Regions from separate parts of the Mus musculus genome. Here regions 1 and 2 are each linked to region 3. Evidence: chromatin contacts called from public HiChIP or PLAC-seq and promoter capture Hi-C data. All regions are on one chromosome and are shown on one strand. The core of a region is the stretch at or near the end of the contact, and the rest is flanking DNA. Distances in the headings are between cores, read along the strand shown.

Region 1 (3,907 bases), core at 1,075-3,574, 630 kb before region 3:
CTCGCCAGTTGTGTCACTTAACGTCTCTGTCTGTTCTCTGCTGTCTTTATCTCCGAAATACCAGCTGTAGTTAACTCTTTCTCTTGTCATTTTTGCAAGAATTAAATCAGATGTGATGTTTGGACAGGTTTTGGCAACTTGTATGCCATGAATTAATGCATTGTAGCCTGTGCTTCCTACAAACACTGGTGGTCCTTTTGTGAGGCCAGAGCATTAGGCCACTGATGGTGGATGTGTCCAGGGCATGGTTAGCATCATCTGTCTAGCCTGACCACTTCTGAGCATCATTTGTAGAGCTAGTAAATGAGGCAAACCTGACTTAGAAACCCCAGGAATCTGAATTTAAACAGCACAGGAAGTCATTCTATAGAACATTATAATGTAAGAATCAAGGATCCACTGGTGTGTCCCAAAACATACTGGTTTACTCCAGAAGCAATCCCTAAACATCCATCTCATCCCAGGGGAGAGGCTTATCAAGACAGTCTGTGGAAGCAGGGAGACACATGGGTGAACAGCCCACATTGTTGTTGTCATCAACCAAGCAAGAGATGAAGATGCACAGCCAACCTGAGTTCTGTAGGCCCCATGAGGAGACCAAGGGCTGAGAAGGATGACAGCATTCTGCTTGCTTTTCTCTTCCCTGAGAGGCAAAACCACTTCCACACAGTATCAACGCAGCTCTAAAAAACAGATAAGGAAGCCAAGACTCGGGGAAGATGGGTGTTTGGCTCAGGGTCTTGTGAGGTCAGTGAGTGATGTGCTGGTAACTGCTTAACCACGGGCTCAGATTGCGGGTGGGGCGGGCTGAGCTGTGACATTTGTTTGTTTCTGTGGTATAAATGCCCTTAGAGTGTCAGGTTTCTATTACCAATGTGCTGCCTCTTAAGGGGGGTTGCAGAAGGGTTCCCAGGCACCCTTGGAAGCTGGTAAGAAGTGGTCCTGTCCTGGGCACTCTTGGGTATATTCATTATAGTGGTGCTTAGCATCTGTCAAGGTGTAGAAGAGAAAGGCCATTGTTCTCTCTGACTTGCAGGTGCTTTAGATTAACCCCCTCCATCCTTGAATCTATGTGAGGGAAGATAATTAGTGTGATGGGGGAGACACAACAGCTCCCTTAGGGAAACTGTCTATATTTGGTTTCTTTCAGACTGAGGTCTGGCTATGTACAGTCATCACTGGCCATCTCACCAGGCTCTGAAATACAGTGTAGGTGGTCACTGGAGGAGGTAGCATCCCATAGAAAGGCAAGAGACTGAGGAAGCTCTGAAAGTTGTCACCTGTCTGTCCACCAAGCACCTTTGAAACTACGGAGTCTGGACTAGGGATAGAAGAGACACAGTTCCCACATGTTTACCTGAGGGGAGGCTGAGACCCTTTATGTCCCAAACTCTGATGATCTGGATCAAACAGAGACATCCGCTATCCTCCCATTCTCTGAACAGTTCATCCACATGCCTAATAAGCTTATACTCGCTGGCTCGCCACACCCAGAATGGACAGGACAGCAGCTGGCCCAGGACACAATGAGTGTCCAGAACCAGCTACACCAGGACTACTTCTGATGACCATGGACAGAGTGTGTTCTTGACTGATGGCATGCCCAAGGGATGTCCCGGTGAGCCTCAAGTGACCTTGCACCATATCTGAGAGTGTAGCTGAATGACTAGAGAGTGAAGAGACGAAGCTCTGGAGACTCAGTGTCCAGCAGTACAGCAACTGCCTGCAGATAGATGAGGGGAGATCTCAGGAGATCTCTGGCCATAATGCAAGACAGAACTGTGAATTCTATCCCAGCTCAGCAGAAGCCTAGCCAAGCTCCCCAGTTCATCTTAGATAACAGCAGCAATCCTAGATGCTGGGCAGCTATGGGGCAGGTGGACTGGGTCAAGGTCTGGTCACCTAGGCAGGGACAAGCAGCACTGGGACATGAGGGTGCCCAGACATTCTTCCCTTTTCCTAGATTTCTTGACTCAGCCTGTCTCCAGCTCATATAGGGGAGGATAGAAAGGAAGGGGAGGAGGGGAGCCACTGGGAGCCAGCCATTCTGCAAGGGAGCCGGTAGGGCTCCTTCCCTCCAAGTGTGTGTGTGTGTGTATGTGTGTGTGTGTGTGTGTGTGTGTGAGAGAGAGAGAGAGAGAGAGAGAGAGAGAGAGAGAGAGAATCGGTGGGATTTCCTTCTCAGAAGCAGCCAGTTTCCTAAGAGAAAAAAGAGAGAAAGGAGAAAGAAAGGGAGGAGAAAATTGGAGGTGGGAGAGACAGAAGGGGGAGGGGGCAGAAAGTGAGAGCACACAGGAGACTGAGCACAGAGGCAGAGAGAGGGAGACAGAGAGAAAGCCACAAAGCAGAAGGGTGTGCGGAGCAGAGCCAGAGCTGAGAGGGACCCAGTAAGGGCGGGTGCAGGCAGACGCAAAGCCAGTGACCACAGGAGACTGCGACCCCGGATTCCAGGGCACTTCAGGAGGTCAGAGGAGCACAGGCCAAGAGGTGGTGCGGGACTGGGAGTGAACACTCGCCTAGGTGATCGCCGGTGAGGTGACCCCAGACTCCGAGTGGTTCCGTGCCCAGGTGCTCGCCTGGGAGGTGGCGCGGGGCTCCGGGAGGCTGCGTGCCTAGGTGCTGGCCCAGGGGGTGGCGCGGGCTTCTGGGTTGGTGGATGCCCTCTGGGTAGCCATGGCGACAAGGGCCAGGGGTCGCTGGGCTGCCGTGTCGCCTAGGGGCTGAGTCGACAGCAGGCTGCGCCATGGCGGCGCGGGGTTGCGGGCCCTGAGCGCCAGCGGCGGGCGCGCACCATGAACTCGTGGGACGCGGGCCTGGCGGGGCTGCTGGTGGGCACTATCGGCGTGTCGCTGCTGTCCAACGGGCTGGTGCTGCTCTGCCTCCTGCACAGCGCTGACATCCGCCGCCAGGCGCCGGCGCTCTTCACTCTCAACCTCACGTGTGGCAACCTGCTGTGTACCGTGGTCAACATGCCACTAACACTGGCCGGCGTCGTGGCACAACGGCAGCCGGCCGGGGACCGCCTGTGCCGCCTGGCCGCCTTCCTCGACACCTTTCTGGCCGCCAACTCCATGCTCAGCATGGCCGCGCTCAGCATCGACCGCTGGGTGGCTGTGGTCTTTCCGCTGAGCTACCGTGCCAAGATGCGCCTCCGAGATGCCGCCTTCATGGTGGCCTACACGTGGCTGCACGCGCTCACCTTCCCGGCCACCGCGCTCGCCCTGTCCTGGCTCGGCTTCCACCAGCTATATGCCTCGTGCACACTGTGCAGCCGGCGGCCGGACGAGCGCCTGCGCTTTGCTGTCTTCACCAGCGCCTTCCATGCGCTCAGCTTCCTGCTCTCCTTCATCGTGCTCTGCTTCACGTACCTCAAGGTGCTCAAGGTGGCCCGCTTCCACTGCAAGCGCATCGACGTGATCACCATGCAGACGCTTGTGCTGTTGGTGGACATACACCCCAGGTGAGTGCCCTGACCCAAGACTCTGAGCACTTGGTATTGAGTTAGGAAGGTCCCAGCATCCCGGGAGATCCCCTTTCTGCATCAATGGCATTAAGCACGGGTGGAATAGCAGATCCTGTTTAAACGGGTGCCTAGAGCTTCACTTTCTGAAACATGGGACTGAAACCCCAGCCAGAACATCTTGTTACCCTTATACTCTGGGCAGTGAACTCTGTTCACTTTTCGAAGCTTGAAAGTGGTTTGGATCTGAGAGGGGTATCTAGAGGATTGGAAAACCCTTAAGAACTCTTCAAATGGTGGGTGTTATTCCTCTGGGTCTTTGCAGTCCTGGGTGTGGTGCCACCTGGATCTCCTCGCATGAGTCCTCATTAAACAGAATCCATAGCACCTTCTCCCAGTGATGAGCTCTGAGGGCCCCAGTTCTTCTTGCCTTCCTAGAAGGTTCAG
Region 2 (3,702 bases), core at 606-3,105, 720 kb before region 3:
GGGCGAGTGTAGCTTCATCCCTGGCAAATCTCTCATTGTGCTTCTGTTAGATCTCTGGCATGGATGGATGGATGATCCAAAGGGCACAGGAGGGTTCCAGTTGTGTCACAGAGTACATATCTTTCCACAGGACCAAACTATGACCTAAAACTCCACCACCCTCAGCCCAACATAGCAGTCTCTCATCACCTGCCTCAGTTTCTCTGAATGCCATCTGTTTTCCACTCAAGTCATAAAAGAGTTGGACAAATGAGAAAACAGAAAAACAAACAAACAAACAACAACAAAAAAAAATCAATTTTAACTGCCAGTGTGGTCTTCTTGTGTAGTTTTTTTTTTTTTTTTTTTTTTTTTTTTGGACAAATAAGGGAGATTGCAAAAGAGCAAATGGCCTCTTACCCCAGGCCCTGATGGGGTCTGGAGCAGCACTGGACCCACCCATCAGGGAATTGACTGTTATACAACATGCTGGCCGTGAGAAAATGGCCAGGCTCTAGGTTAGGGACTCCTGTGTACTGTTGTCCTCAAATTCCATTTTAAAAAAACCTAGCCAATGTCCTTTAAAGATGCTGCCTGCATTTTAAAACACCAGAGCCATCAATTCTTGCCTCACAGTGTTAGTACTGCAGGAAGATAAGCCTTTCCTTGTCTTGCTCCATAGTTCTCCTCTGACATAAGGACCAGCTAGCGCAAAGCCAGGTGACACTTATGGCTATAGCCTCCCTTCTGAAAAATCACACAGTTTTTATAAGTGCAGCTGTGCTGCTCAGACTGGACATGACTCTCGCTGACCAGAGGAACAGTCTTGCTTGGTCTCCACTGACCAGCCCAGGAAGCTGAAAGAAGCCCTAGCTAAGAGGCTGGGTATCCCCACCACCACCTTACTCCCTGTTGGGAGCCATTTTGCTGGAATGGCTCCCAACATTTTCCTCTCCAGACTTCATTGGCTGACCTAGGCCCCGAACTCCTGTTTGAACTCTGCTCCTTGGGAGTGGGATAACCCCACACGTTGCTTTGTTCATATTTTGCCACCAGGCCTCACTGGTGGTTGATGTGTGTGAATCCAAGGGTAAAGGCCCTTAGAGATGCCTGAGAAGAGAAGAAGGATCCTAAGGTTTGTCGTTTGCATGCGTGGAAGGGAATAGAAGCCTCTGCAGCCTCTGGTAGACAATATCCCAAGAGGAACAGTGAGGAGGCCCTGGGACCCCACTGGGTGGCTCCACAGGCCTGGGTGGGAGAAACTCCTGTCCAGTGAGCACACAGTACCTTGGGCTGGCTGTCAGAAAACCACTCAGCAAATGAATGCCAGAACTTACTGTTGGGAAACACAGGCTCCAGACTTGGCCCCGTGCTTCTTAACCAGGGTAAAGGAGTCACTTTGGTGAAGACCCAGGCAAGGCCCAGAGCTTGATCCTACCAAGGAATGTTCTTACTCTCTGTTACAGTGAATACCAGAAGGGGATGTGGCAATTTCACGCATTCCAAGTCGAACTCTAGCCTGCTGGTCTCAGCCACAAGGCCCAACTGGACAGGGTTAAGAGAATGAGCCAGGGACCCTGAGCTGGCCTTTAGGTGTCAGGACCTCAGACAGAGCCAAAAGCAAGCTGGGAAGTGTCACCTGCCAGAGCTTCTTAGGGTGACAGGATCCTGACTTTCTTCACTGAGTCTCCCCTCACCAGGGGTCACCAGTGATCTATTCAGACCTACAATCTGTTTCGCTTACTTCACTTTTGTTCAGGCAATGTCTGTTTTCAGCAGACAACCACCCAGGGCTAGGCACTGCTGGTAACACAGAAACCAAACAGGGACCCACCATGCCCTGCTTGGCAAAAGTGCAGAGGGGTGAGAGAGTATATGTCTTCAGTGGGGAGAGGCTGCCCCCTGGTGGTTTGAAGCTGTACTGCATATGACGCAGCCTGGAGGGCAGGCAAGAGCTTTTTTGCATCAGCTTACACTGTTTTCTTTCAGAGCCCACCAGACACATAATTTAGCAACATCCATTTTGGCACTATGTACACCAGTAAAACCAGCAAACACAACCTGGAGTGCCAGATCTTAAATATCCACCGGCACACCACCCAGGGACCAGCCAAGCCTGAGAGCAGAGAGTTCTCGATAAGCAATATTCTCTCATTGAGCCCCAGTTCACATGTCCGTGAGAAAAGGAATTCGTCATTACAAGAAAAACTGTGACACACCTAGGGTGTTGGAAACAGGAAAACCTGGCCAAGATAAAGCCCCCACCTTTTGTGGGGTTTGTGTTCCAGTGGGAGACAAAAATAAATGAGAAAATTCAAATACGTTCTGTCTAATACAATCCAGGTGAAAGGTGAGCAGAGCTGTTTGAATATGAAGTGGGGCATATGGAGAGAGGGTAACTGCGAGCCGTGCTAGGTGAGCCCTGGAGGGGATTTGTTCTAAAGTCAAAAGTGCTCCAGTTAGAAGGAACAGTAAGGGTGTACTGGCAGGTGCCAGAGACTCCTCGCCTGGAAGTCAGCTATCTCAAGTGCTGTCGTTGGACCAGCAGAGAGGGAGCAAGTCACAGAGGAGACTGGAGGGACTTTAAGAACCCAGTCTTAAGAGTGAGGAATGCCAACAAGGCTTGCAGAGCAAGTGACACCTCCTGCTATACCAACTTGAAAAATCGCCTTGCCTACCCTCTCGAGCACCAATCTTGTGCACCGTGCATTTCCATCTGTGCTGTTGCCCCTATTCCTAGAAAGGACTCGGGGCACAGAGAGACTGGGAGTCTCCTCAAAGACACAACTATTTGGGGGTTCTGAAGCATGCAGTGCAGTTCCAGTGGCTTTGCATCTCATGCACAGCCACACTGGGGCCTCCTTCCTTCCACGTCCACTGTGTGGTACTTACTCGGGTTGCTGGAGCTTCCTCCTGTTCCTTATACCCTTCCTCTTTCTCCCCTAGACCCTTTCCACCCTCCCAGTTCCCAACAAGGATAAGTAAATGCCTTTAATTGTCATCTGGATACAGTCTAGAATTACCTGAGAAAAGAGTCTTAATGTGATGCTGTCTCCATGGGTTTTCAGTGAACATGACTGTGGAAGATTAATTAACTAAATTGACGTGGGAAGACCCAGTCCACTTTGGGTGGAACCCTTGCCTAGGCAGGGGGTTCTGAACCATATAGAAGCAGAGAAATTGAGTTGCACATAAGCAGGCAAACAAGTGAGCATATATGCATTTGTTTCTCTGCTCTTAGCTGTGGCTGTGCTGTGAGTAGCTGCCTCAAGATCCCTGCCTTGGTGCCTTCTGTGCTACGATGGATCACCACCTTAAAATTTACGCTAAAATAAACCCATTATTTTCTAAGTTGCTTTTTATCAGGGTATTTTATTACAGAAACAGAAGTGAAAGTAGAACATAAATTGGTACCAGGAGTTGGGGCTGTTATGATAAACCTGATCGAGTGACACTGAAATAACCACACACACACACACACACACACACACACACACACACACACACCCAAGCTGGTTTATTTCCTGAGTACTTTTTCACAGCAACAGAAATACAATTAGAACAGCATATATTTCTTGACTTTATGTTTGGCTGCATTAGACTCTACCTGGACCATCTTCTAGAGCCAGTTCTACATCCCACTGGTCCTTCTGGCTTTGAAGTCCCAGCCTGACTAGGAACTTCTTGGTGTTATAATCATGATGAACCTATGATATGACCAAG
Region 3 (3,541 bases), core at 309-2,808:
AGTGACTTTATCAAACCGGGAAGAGCAAAGTCGGCTGTGCATTATGATAGGGAATGTCAAGTGCGTTTACTAGTGCATCTCTCTAGTCCCTAGGAGCCTATGTTGCTGTGCAACTCCTAGCAATTAAAAAAGAAGTTATTAAACCCCCATCCCCCCAAAAAAGAGAAATTCCCCCTTTCCCATCTTCTCTCTCCAGTAGTGTTAATAGAGTTTCAGATTTGTCCGGGGCCTGATCGATAGATGTCATCTATTAAAGGTAAGTTTTAATCGAACAATATTAGGATCAGACAGGGAAAGGGGGTTTGAAGTCAGTACCTGCAAGCTGCGGGCAGGAGATATGCAGGCGCCAGTAATAGAATATCGATCAAGGAGTTAGGGGGAGGGGAGCGCGGCCCCACAGAGAGACCATCCAAACAATTAATCCAGGCCCGCGGCCGGGACCCAAGCCAGGCCACCAGAGGCTTCCGGGGGCCCCAGACAATCACCTCCAAACTTAGGAAGGAGGAGGAGGGGCTGTGCTATATACAGCCCTCCCTGGGACCTGAATCCCTAGACCTTCAGCGTCTCCCCAGATAATCAATCCCATGCTCATGTCCCACTAAGCATGAATCCTGCTATCTTAAGTTCTTCCAGCCACAAACTTTCCGGAACCCTTTCTTTTGTGTCCACCAACTTCAGGGATAAGGGGGAAAGGTCTAGAAGAGAACACCAAAAGCTATTGGGGGTGGGGGCGTCCCCTGTTGAGTCCGGGAAAGAGCATGGGCTCTAAAGATGTTTCCGAGTGGTTGAAAAAAAAGCACCTAATCCGGGGAAGGCCCGAGCCTCGGTTGCCCCATACATAAAATGGGAGTGGTGTTAATGACACTACATAGTTGGAAGGTATTTTCATAACCTTTATCCCAAGCTCCTCGCCCAGGTTCTAGCACGTGGAGAGCACAATACACTTCCATTAGATCAGTGAGCCTGAGCTGTAGTTTATGTGAGCCAGTCAGAGTTGTGGCGCTCATTCACTGAGCAGGTGTTCAGGAAAAAAGCACACACTGGTCCTGGCAATCTCAGCCACGTCCCTACCTCTGTCCTCTTCCAAGTAGGGATGGCTCGCTTCGCACCTGCGCGGGATCACCTTTTCTAGTTCCCAGGCTACCAATAAACCTTGACTACTACACACACACACACACACACACACACACACACACACACACCACTTAGGCTTAAAACCGCCTCACATTCTTACCAGGGGTCTCCTGTGACCCGATTGGATTCCCCGAACAAGCATCTTGCCCTGCTTCCACCTCTTCTAAACTTTTCTTGGCTTCCAGGGCAGCGAGACGCACCGGCGGGAGGGCAGCTCGCGTGAATTTTTGCGGATCCAAGATGTCCAAGACAGAGAAGGAGATCTTGTGGTGAGAGGGGGCCGCCTTGGCCCCGACGTCCTGCCATGCCAACATGCCCGCCTCCCGCGGGCCCGAGGCCAGCCGTACTGGGGTCGGGGCTGGATGCGCTCAGCCGCTGTCTTCTGCAGTGGTTTGGCCACAGCTCTCCAGCCGCGAACTGGAATTTCCCCGCCAAGTGAAGCTGTAGAGGGGGGCAAGGAGGCGGGGCGGGAGGAGAGAAGCGGGGAAGGGGGCGGGGGGGGGGGCTGCTTGAGGATTGGCACTTGAGCTGGCCAGACCCCTTCCACGTGCAGTGAGCGCTTGCAGCCTCCACGAGACTATCCTGGGCAGCCGGAGGGGGGAGGGAGCGCTGACTAGAGGGACCCTCGCGCGCCAATGCGCGCTCCCGGTTCGCCGGGTCACCGTGGCATGCTGTGTGAAAATCTTTCCATGCTGCGGAGACTCGTGAAGGGCGTGAGGGAGGATTCCATCTCCGCTACCTCATCTGCACACACATTCACCTGACTGAAGTTTACTTATTTCTCTTGGGGCACTTGCCATCTTCCTTTGACCTGGCGATGCCACAGAGGCCAGACCTGATTGCTTCGCCATGATGCACGGTGCATCTCAAGCCCCATCCCTGAACCACAGTAAAGGCTTCGGGCACATTTACGTAAAAATTTTAAAGCCTCTGTGCATTTACAGTTTATAAAGCCCTGGGGCTTTCTCACTCTCTTTTGATTTTCTAGGCATTCCCCCCTGTGAGGTGGGTGTGGCCTGGGAACCACAGTCTGTGGTTTCAAACAGAAGGAAAATGAGGTTCAAAGATGAGCGGTGGCGCTACAGATGACAAGAGTCTGGACTGGGCCAAGGTTTTTCAGGTCATCCTGATGGCTTAGGATATGTGTGTGTGTGCGGGGGGGGGGGGGGAACCTTCTTGGAGGGGAGTTTTTTCTTTCCACTCGGAAGACCAGCAGGGCCTGGTCAAAAGGGGTCTATGGAAATACGCCTGCCCAGAGAGCTGAAGGCTTAGGGCTAGGTGGCTTGGCTAAAGGTGAGTATCCCTCCTCGGATACCATTTTCATTGCCTGTCAGGACTTCTCAGTCACAGATTCTATCATTAACATCAGAAATTGACTCTCTGGGTTCCTTTCCCAGCGTGAAGAAGGAAAAGGTTAAAAGATGCCTAGTGGTTTGAATTTAAGACCAGAGATGAGAGCCGATTAAAATGGCCCCATCTGCCCCCCAAGTCTCCAGGGAGGACAGCCGGCATTAGCAGTGAGGGAAAGTCTGCATAGCCACACCCACGGTGATATTCCTTTTTTTTTTTTTAAGGCATTCATTTCAGCGACAAATTCTGAAGCATTAGCCCCTCTGCACAGAACCGCCTTGGAACCCCCCCCCCCCCCCGCCACTTCTTTCTTCTTTGCCCCATGTGGTTCCCAGACAATGTCTTGACAATTAATATTGTCTAAGCAGGTAAGAAGTAGGAAGAGGAGGGGACTCCTCACTAAAGTGCTGGGAGCTGCTCATCCAATCTGTTATTAAAGAGGTGTCCTTGGGGGCTTGCTCCTTGTAGCTTTTCTCATTCAAACCTTTCAGCCCCTCCCAGGGGTGGCCACCATATTCCCTGCCGACTTTAAAGCCTTGCCGAAATTCAAGCCAGCTCCAGACCTAAAGTAAAGACGGAATGAGCTTTTAAAGCTAAGGGAAGGAAGTGCCCAGACCAAGCCCACCAGAACCCCCAACCCCCGACCCCCACCCTTGCCAAGGGAATGCGCGCTTTGTGAAACTCAGGGAAAAGACAACCCAGAGGTCAGGCCAAGGGACAATGCGTGCAAATCAGAGATTCTTCAGTAATGCGCATACTGTGTCTTCTGTTTGGATAACCGTTTCTCACCTAGTTCCCACATTTTTTATAAGTCTTCGGTTTCCTTGTCTCTCATCCCCTACTAACCCCAATTCCTTTTTTCCTTTTTCCATATATATTAGGTTTTTCAGGATAGCTGGGAAAGATCTGCCTAAGGTCACTCATTCGGGAATCCATAGAATGTTTGTGGTTTTCCATGATTCCTTGCCTTACCTTTTTCTCTGGAAGACACATTGAGTCGTTTCCTAGGACTGGGGATTAGCAAGTGTTCTAGGGGCATCACATCCCAAAGCAGAGG

Evidence for each region. Promoter capture Hi-C pulls out the DNA fragments that hold promoters and counts their contacts. HiChIP or PLAC-seq counts read pairs in DNA pulled down with a chosen protein or histone mark.
Region 1: a contact with region 3 is called in an H3K4me3 HiChIP or PLAC-seq map of embryonic forebrain, with 4 times the contacts expected there. The contact joins the promoter of Gpr26 here to the promoter of Nkx1-2 in region 3. A contact is called at or near these places in 1 of 39 promoter capture datasets (embryonic stem cells), 1 of 115 datasets of contacts at active chromatin or transcription factors (embryonic forebrain) and 1 of 9 other capture datasets (embryonic stem cells).
Region 2: a promoter capture Hi-C map of liver shows a contact between it and region 3, with 3 times the contacts expected there. The contact joins the enhancer-like site here to the promoter of Nkx1-2 in region 3. A contact is called at or near these places in 3 of 39 promoter capture datasets (embryonic stem cells and liver), 1 of 484 Hi-C or Micro-C datasets (cortical neurons), 4 of 115 datasets of contacts at active chromatin or transcription factors (bone marrow-derived macrophages, embryonic basal ganglia, embryonic forebrain and 1 more) and 1 of 9 other capture datasets (adipose tissue).

What each region holds. Positions count from the first base shown.
Region 1 is chr7:131,964,136-131,968,042 of GRCm38.p6, forward strand. Gpr26 (G protein-coupled receptor 26) reads left to right here and starts at 2,325. Exons shown (of 3, transcript NM_173410.3): 1 at 2,325-3,460. The coding sequence starts at 2,793.
Region 2 is chr7:131,880,571-131,884,272 of GRCm38.p6, forward strand. No RefSeq gene overlaps it. Among named protein-coding and RNA genes, the nearest start is that of Gm34645, 54 kb to the left of the region's middle. Within about 2 kb of position 1,856, at least 3 of the 459 cell types and tissues checked have an H3K27ac peak or open chromatin away from gene starts, as enhancers often do.
Region 3 is chr7:132,598,079-132,601,619 of GRCm38.p6, forward strand. Nkx1-2 (NK1 homeobox 2) reads right to left here and starts at 1,559. Exons shown (of 2, transcript NM_009123.2): 1 at 1,235-1,559. The coding sequence starts at 1,448.